Regions from separate parts of the Macaca mulatta genome. Here region 2 is linked to region 1. A link is a contact called in public Hi-C data. All regions are on one chromosome and are shown on one strand. Each heading gives the region's core, a stretch centred on a gene start, on an enhancer-like site or on the middle of the called end of the contact. The rest is flanking DNA. Distances are from core to core; before and after follow the strand shown.

What was found. A called contact is a pair of places that touch in the nucleus more often than the background predicts.
Region 2: a Hi-C map of fetal cortex germinal zone shows a contact between it and region 1, with 2.2 times the contacts expected there. The contact joins the promoter of DSCAML1 here to the enhancer-like site in region 1. A contact is called at or near these places in 2 of 14 Hi-C or Micro-C datasets (fetal cortex germinal zone and fetal cortical plate).

What each region holds. Positions count from the first base shown.
Region 1 is chr14:118,274,904-118,279,369 of T2T-MMU8v2.0, forward strand. The region is part of intron 3 of DSCAML1 (DS cell adhesion molecule like 1); the gene reads right to left. Among named protein-coding and RNA genes, the nearest start is that of DSCAML1, 200 kb to the right of the region's middle. Within about 2 kb of position 3,203, at least 11 of the 40 cell types and tissues checked have an H3K27ac peak or open chromatin away from gene starts, as enhancers often do. A contact at or near this core is called in fetal cortex germinal zone and fetal cortical plate, where this site is marked.
Region 2 is chr14:118,471,119-118,475,025 of T2T-MMU8v2.0, forward strand. DSCAML1 (DS cell adhesion molecule like 1) reads right to left here and starts at 1,413. Exons shown (of 33, transcript XM_028834027.2): 1 at 1,223-1,413. The coding sequence starts at 1,268.

The DNA of each region.
Region 1 (4,466 bases), core at 1,953-4,452:
GCTGCTGCCTTCTCCTGACCTCCTATTTTTGCCCCTTAATTCTCCTTCTCTAACTTAGAAAGAAAATTGTCAACTTCAGAATCATCCAAAACTCAAGTCCTTTTTTACACCTTTGGGAATATTGTCTTTACTTAAAGAAAAAAAAGAAAAAATGCAACCAAAGACATATTGAGCCGAGGCATACAGAGCATATAGAAATATTCCAGGCCCAATCCCTAAACACAGGCCAGTCCTGATACTATATATATATATTAAAGAAGTAGTTGGGCGCAGTGGCTCACGCCTTTAATCCCAGCACTTTGGGAGGCTGAGGCAGGTGGATCATGAGGTCAGGAGATGGAGACCATCCTGGCTAACACGGTGAAACCCTGTCTCTAATAATAATAATAATAAAAAAAATTAGCTGGGCATGGTGGCGGGAGCCTGTAGTCCCAGCTACTTGGGAGGCTGATGCAGGAGAATGGCATGAACCCGGGAGGTGGAGGTTGCAGTGAGTCGAGATGGGGCCACTGCACTCCAGCCTGGGTGACAGAGCAGGACTTAGTCTCAAAAAAAAAAAAAAAAAAAGTAAATATTTATTGGTCATTTAATTAACATTTTCCTCCAACATGTGGATGGTCACAGCTTATAAAAGAAAGCGGAATATGAAACCTTCAAACATTCTCTCTGGCTCTCCTCTCTCCCTTCTCCCCCATTGTCCAAGAACATGAGACCTGGAATGCCAGCCTAGCAGATCTCCCTACCCTGGTCATTTCCTGAAATTTTCCAAGGGGATTACTTTTTGGTCTAACGAATTTGTACAAGAAAAAAATTAAAAAGATAGTAGTTTTGATAGAACCTTGATGTTTTCCCCTATTTTATGGCATATAACTTATTACCCCACTTAACTAAAGAGCAGGAATTAGTTCATTAACTTGCCCAAGGTTGAAGCGCAAAGCAAGCATTAGAACTCAGGTTTTTCTGACATCCCAATCCAAGCTACGCCTGGCTATACCATAGGCATCTAGGTGACTTAGGAGATTGCAGCTGTCCAACATGCAGCCGTGAAAGCTGGGTTGAAATGGGTCTGGGGTCTATTATGGTCCCCCATGCCCCACTGGGAATCTTCATCTTCACCTTCATTCAGAGACTAATCCAACTGATCTCTCTTATTCCCCAAACATAAAGTCCAAACATATCTTTGCTCTTGTCTATATAATTTCAGGGTTTGGGGTGGGTGGAGGAAGGAGCTGAAGGAGGGGAAAAAAGGGAGCAGGGAGGCACTCTGTGTGGCAAGGAGGGGCAGCGCCAACTTTCATCCCTTTTCCTGGGCACAAAGCGAGTTTGTCATGATCTCAAAATCAGGGCTGAATGGCTTTGGTTTAAACTGATTAGGAGCTCCGGGAGTTTTAAGCAGCATTCTGACTATCCCACTTTGGAACAGGATTTTTGGTGGTATCTTTCTGGGGGGTTGGTGCCTAAAGTTTTGAAAGGATAAATGCACTAAAAATTTAACCATTGGGAAAGCAATCGCTCAGTGACATTTAATAACACTAATGCAGCAGAATTACAGAATTATCATAGTAATACAGATCTCAATGCCAGTTTCCTTTCAGTGATTAGGGAATTCCTGACCAATTAACAATGAAACATTCTGTTGCAGCTTGGGGTAAATATCAGGGCAGTAGCTGCAAAACCAGAAATCTTTTCTTAGTACCTCACGGGTGAATTTCACCTCTTGTTCCTTGATTTCCTAGGATAACTCTGAGGAGGGGACACTGGATCCAGTCCTGTATTTTGGTTGCTACCAGGGGAATGGGCAGCTACCTCCCCTTCACTAGCCAGCCCTCTCAGCTAGTGGATGGCCACATTTAGTTCTGGCCCATATACCTTCTTATTCACTGGGATACTTGTGACTGGAGGAGGATTTCCAAATGGCTTCTCCTAATCAAAGTTTTCAGTGGCTCCTTATTACCCATTCTCATAGCACTGTAGAATAGACACTTTGGAATATTCTAATGTTGGACACTTTTCTTTGGAGTATGAATGCCTTTCTCCAAGTGAAATCACATATGAAACCCAGAATTGTAAATGGGTGAAAAGGCGATGTTTGGGATGGGTTTAGAGCCCTCTCTGCTTAGCAGCACCATAGCCCCTCTCTACACCATGTGAACATATTCACTGGGTTCTTCCTCAGCCTTCTCTTCCTCAACACAAGACATCTGCCACCACTCTGTGCTTTCTTCATTATCATGGACTCCACTCCAGAATTCAACTCAGTAAGAGCTGCAGGACCCTGGTTCTGGTTAGACCAGAGGATGTCCAGCTGCGTCAGAAAATGGGCATGCAATGCACAGAGATGTATAAACACTCCATCAATAGCGATGCATGCTTACTCACTCAGAGACAGACACTGAAGCCCAGTTTAGCATCCGGGACTCATCCAGCTGCTCTGACTCCAGGAGCGCACCAGGTAAGCGGTGCATTCCCAGAGGGAGGTGGAAGAGCACAACGGAAGGTCTAGGGCCAGGCTCTGTATTTGAATCTGAGCTCTGCCAAAAAGTGTCATCTGGAGCAAATTCCTTCACTTCTCTGTGCCTCCCCTTCCTTTTGTGCAAACACTGGGGATAATAACCATAGAGCCCACATGGTAGAGATACAGTGAGAAGGGAATGAGTCTTCATACATGTCATGTAAACATATGTAGAAAAGCATCTGAAATGAAGGAAGCCTTCTGTAAGTGTTGGCTCTCTCTACTCCTGACCACCCTCACGTCTTCCTTGCCAGGTCTCCATGCCCAGCTCTGCCTGTGTTGCCGGCGGGAGTTCCTGGGGACAAGCTAGGGCAGGGCTTCCTGCAGCACACAGGGAGGATCTTCATTGCCTTGCTCCCTGCAACCTCTCCTTTCTCTGCCTGGGCCTGGCTGGCCAAGCGGTAACATCTTGCAGGCACGTGACTGCCTCTCACGGCTGAGTTGCGATGCATAAAGGGATTTACGGTTGTAGAGCCGAATCTCACTCTGGATCACGTCGGGGAGCAAATCCCCACTCTCGCCACAGCTGTGCACTAGCAGGCCCAGCCCACAGAGGGGAAATGCCAGCTTCCTTCTCCCTCGGGCTCCAGGTCCCAGGGGCCATTTGAGTCCATCCCTCCCCCACACCACAGGATCCCCTTTGCTCCCTGCTCCACTTCCTCCCCACCAGAGGAGGGAGGAGGAGGTGGTCTGAGCCACCACATCAGGCGGTGACAATTAGGTCCATTCAGAGTGGAGTCATTTGCATGCAAGTCCTCACTAGGCAGAGAACACTCAACCTGTCATTATCTCTTGGCATTGCTGGTAGCCGTGCCACGTGGCTGTGGAGATGGCAGCTTCCTTTCTCTGGGTGTTTCCAGGCAGGGAGAAGGTGATTTATGAAGGGCCGAGAACCTTTTCTCCTGCCCTGGCTGGCCACTGGAGGAGGCCAGGAGGCCAGAGCTGGATGAGGAGGAGGGGTAAGGAGGAAGTATAGGGATCCCACAGACTCAGGTGTGCTTGGGCACCGGGAAGGGTCTTGGGAGGGCCCTGCAGGAGGACGGGAGGGAGGGCAGGAATCATCCGAGGGTAGTTCCCACCTCCTCAGCTGGATTTATCGAATGAGATTATCCCTTGAAAAGTATTAAAAGCCACCATTTTGCTGTACACCCACAGAGAAGCCTCTATGGCAGCTGCTCCCTCAAAGGCACTCCAGCTGTTCCCAGCCCCCACCCGCACCAACTACTGCTCCTCTGTCCCCACCCCCACCTCTAGCTCCAAATAAACCACAGTAAGCTACAAACGCTACCACGCCTTGTTGGGCTGGTTCAGCATTTCTGTCCTCAGAAACAGAGAGACAAAGAAAAAGACCCAGAGGCAACTCCTCAACCCTGGATCATGAACCCTTTGCGGGCCTATCACAAAATCAGGGTTCGAAAACCACCAGAGTGTGTTGAGGAGAGGACAAAAACTCTTCAGCAGGGAGACTGACCTTCACCTTCGGAGGCCGAGAGGGCCCAGTTGAGATGGACAAGATCAGGACCAGCCTACATTTAGTGAGATTAGGTGGTGTTAATTGTGGAAGCTCCAGAAACACTACGCCATCCAAAACACCGTTCTGTATATGCCAGGATCTGAAATTCCACTATCTGTGTTTTATTCCCTTCACTTAAACCACAGATTCTGGTTTAAATGCAAATACCCCTGAGCGAGGCAACGCTATAGAATGTGGTCAGTTATTTACCCCTTAATAAGAATATGTTTCTGCAGCCTTTTCTGAGAATAAGCACTGATTATAAAGGAAGGGAATGAGAGAGACATGAGAATGTCACACCCTTGAACACATGAGACCTGGTTTCTCCAGCAGGAGGGAAAATACAGGATGAGGAATCTGCATTCGGGAGCCTGGCCTTCCTCATGTTTTCCCCAGGGCTGGTTTTGATTCATCGGTTTCTGGGATGGAGCCATCTGGGGA
Region 2 (3,907 bases), core at 163-2,662, 190 kb after region 1:
AACCCTCCCCGGGCGCCAACGCTCCGCTGGAGTGCCCTTCCTCATCGCCTGGGGGTCAAGAGTTGCCGCCCGACCAGGGCAACAGCCGGGGCAAAGGAAGAGAGAAGCCGCCCCGGGGAGCGAAGGAGAAAAGTTAGAGGGCTGAACAGGTGATGCTGAGCTTGTTGGAGCGTGTGTGCTCTACCGCGCAAGGGCGCGGAGTTCGGCCGCCTCATCTCCCGCCATCTGCGCTCCCCGGGGCACGTCCTCTGCGATAGCCTGGAAGCCCGACTACTTGCGCCTGCCTGGTCCCGACTCAGTGCACAGGTGACTTCAGTCGGAAATGTCTGCCCTCTTCCAACCTCCTGGTCCCGGCTACCTCGCGGATCAGGTACGCTGCGCCCCAGCCACAGGTCTGGACATGCCGGCCACCTGGACCCACCCCCAGCAACCCTCTCTCTCCAGGAAGAAGGACACGCCCCCCAGCCTGAAGACTTGTCCCCAGGTCCAACTGGCCAGGCGCGGAAGCGGAGAATCTCGCACCCTGGGGTGCGCTGCCCGAGGTGGCCACGGTGGCGCACCAAGCCGGGGCTAGCGCCCGGGGCAGAGGGGTGAGGTGGGGCCGGAGGAGGGTGACCTCTGGGTTTGGAGAACAAACTTGCTATCGGAGGGACCTCCAGCTCTCCGGACTCTCACTATCCCCACCCTGCCTCCAGCCAATGCGCGGATAAGCGCCATGCGGTGCGCCAACATTCGCGCCAGGGCTGGGGTCCGCGGCAGGAGAGGGGCGCACGCACATAGCGGAGACATCAACCGCCGAGTCCGAGGCCCGAATAAGCGAGGATTCCTAGGTCAAGAGTCACGGCCTGAGGAACCCTCGACTCGGAGGGCACTCCGGGGTCCCAGCGCCACCAAACCGCAGGAAGCGGGCAAGGGGCTGGGGGAGGGGTCCAGGGCAGAACTGCCGCCCGGCGGGGAGCCAAGAGATGAGGGGCTCCTTCGCCACCACCCCTACGGGCGTGCCCCAAAACGGCAGACGCGGGTGACTGGCGGAGCGGTCGGCAGCTGACTCTCACTCGGCCCCTGTCAGGGTGCCTGCCCCGCCCCGCTGCGCCCCACCCGAGGCCTTGCACCCCGTTGGTCCCCCCAGGCACCTGGAGCCCGTCAGGCACCCCGCCTCGCCGCCAGCCGCGCCACCCTGGCCCCGCCGCCTCCGCTGCCCAGCCGCCCGCGCAGGTCTCACCTTTGTGTAAAGAGTCCAGGAGCAGGAGGAAAGTTACCAGCCACATGCCATAAAGAGGCCCTATTCTCCGGGGAGGTGGTCCTGTGGCCGGCCGTGCGGCAGCGCCTCTCCCCCGCTCAGCGCGCTCCCAGCCGCCCGCACTCCGCGCCCCGCTCTCTCTGCTCCTCAGCCCAGCGCTCGGCTGCGGCGGCGGCTCCTCCCTCCTCGGCTCCCCGGCTCCTGTCATCCGCGGGGCTGGGCTAGGCGGCCGCTCTCCCCGCCCCCCCGCGGCACCCCGCGTGGTGAGCGCCGCGCGAGCCCGGAGCCCAGACGGACCCCAGCCCCACAAGCCCAGGAACAGGGGCGGCGACCTGGGCCAGAAGGCCCCGACCCGGCTCCGCTGTCTGAGAGGCGAGGGGTCCCTGTCACCCACCGACTTGGAGCCTGTGGTAGCACACAGGCATGTGTCATCCATGTGCCAAGAGCCTGCCATGCCTCGGCCAAGGACGCCCGGTTTCTACTGGCCTAAGTCACCTGGGACACGAGCTTCCTGCCTCTTTCGGACTCAGCTTACCCCCCGGGAGGAGCATGGATGCTCTGGGTAGAATCTCAGGCTTTTTAGTGCTGTCTGATGCTACTCCCCACCCCAAAGTTCGTAGCTGCCCTTCCAACCCCTCGTGACTTCCGCAAGCCTGCCCTCCGGAGAGCCCTAGATGAGTCCAGCCACCCCCTGGCACGATGTTCAAATTTTCCTCAGCACTTGGCACATTGTGACTATTTAAACAATTATTTGCAATGAGCAGTTTAATGTCTACTCTACCTATGTATCTTCCTTCTTCATCTTCACCTACCCACCCCTCTAGCTTTCTTGCCTGACAGAAATTGGCTTATTCCTTACACTCATCTTTATGAAGTTGGCATAGAATAGGACTGGAGTGAGGGCGTCTTCTCTGTGACCAAATGAATGTTGAGAACCTGCTGTGTCAGGCACTGGCTCAGGCACTGGGGACTCAAGCATGGCTGAGCCAGGTCTGCTGTAAAAGGTCAATATGGTTGGAAAGCCCTCCTTTTGTCTTAATTCGAAAATAAGAGGGTACATAGAACCCAGAGAAGGGATCTAGCTACCCCTGAGAATGGCCTGTGAGCCAGGACTGGAGCTCCCTTTGCAGGGTCATGGAAGCTGCTTTGAGTATGCCCTGACAATTTGGCTGCACCTGGGCACACTCCAAGGTGTGGAGTGCGAAGTTTGGAGGGAAAGAAGGGGGCCGCTGGCTAGCTGCATTTGCCAGAGGAAGAAAATTTACTTCTTCGAAATGTGTGGCCTAAGTTCACACAGGAGAATTGGAACTCCTCACTCCCAGGTTTTGCCAAAATATCCCTAGAAATTTTAACTAAATTTTGAAAAGTGTGTGTTTTTTATATGTTAAAATACACATAACATAAAATTTACCATTTAACCTTTTGAAGTGTACTATTCTGTGGCATCAAAAACATTCACGATGTGCAACCATCACCACTTACCATTTCCAAAACTTTTTCATCATCCCAAACAGAATCCTGCACCCATTAAATAATAACTCCCCCTTCTCCTCCCCTCCCCCAGCTCCTGCAACCACCATTCTACTTTCTGTCTCTATGAAGTTACTTATTCTAGGTACCTCATAAGTGAGATCATAAAGTATGTATCCTTTTGTGCCTGGCTTATTTCATTCAGCATAATGTTTTCAAGGTTCATCCTTTAAACGGGTGAGAAAAACCGGGCTTAGCTTGTTCAAGGCCACCGAGTTTGTATCAGAAGCAAGACTAGAACCCAGGCCTCCCGACTCCAGAGCAGAGCTTGCTCTATAAGCTGCTGCATCCCTCAGTGGCTCAGCTCCTCCATGCGAAATCACCACCCTGAAACAATTTGCAGGATGTGTCTTGTCATCTGGAAACACAGGCATAGAACAGAGATGGGGGGACAGACTGCAGGAGGTGTTCGAGATGACCCAGACCAATCTTTTGCTTTATAGATAAGGAAACTGAAGCCCAGAGTGGGGAAGCCATGAGCCTATCTAAGGTCACGCAGGGAGTGACAGAGCCCTCACATTTCCAGTCTTCTGTCTTAGCTCCCATCTCCCACCGCCGCCAGGCTGCTGGCTCATTCTTCTACCACGCCGCTTCCCTTCTAAAGGGAACGGTCATTGAGAGGAATCCAGTTATTTAAAACTAAGCCTATTGACCCAGAGCACCTGGTCAGACTATGCCTAAAATAAACCGCTAAGGCAGACAGGATGAAAGGGGCTGCTGTCTGCTGGGAGGGGATCTGAGTGGGCCTGGGGGTATCAGCACAGCTGCTCCGTGCCCCACACGCTGGAAGTAGAGAAGGACCCTCCTCTTTGCATCCACTCCAAGTACCTCTACAACCTGAGTGTAGGAGGTTTTATGCTAGTTACACGCAGTGGGCTTTAAAGAACCACAACATGTGTATTACCTGAAGGGTGAGGTCATTCATTGTGCCGGTGACTACAGTCTGGCTGTCCCTGGGAGGTGACATATATGTGGAAATAAAGGGGTGGTCAGGTGGGGAGAGCAGACCTGAGGACCCCTCTGGCAAAAGGAAGCTTTTTAATGTCATGGTTAAGAGCCTGGCTTTGGAAACAGCAAGAGACGAGTTCTCAGCCCAGCTCTACCAATTGCCAGCTGTGTGCCTGGGAAATGTATGCG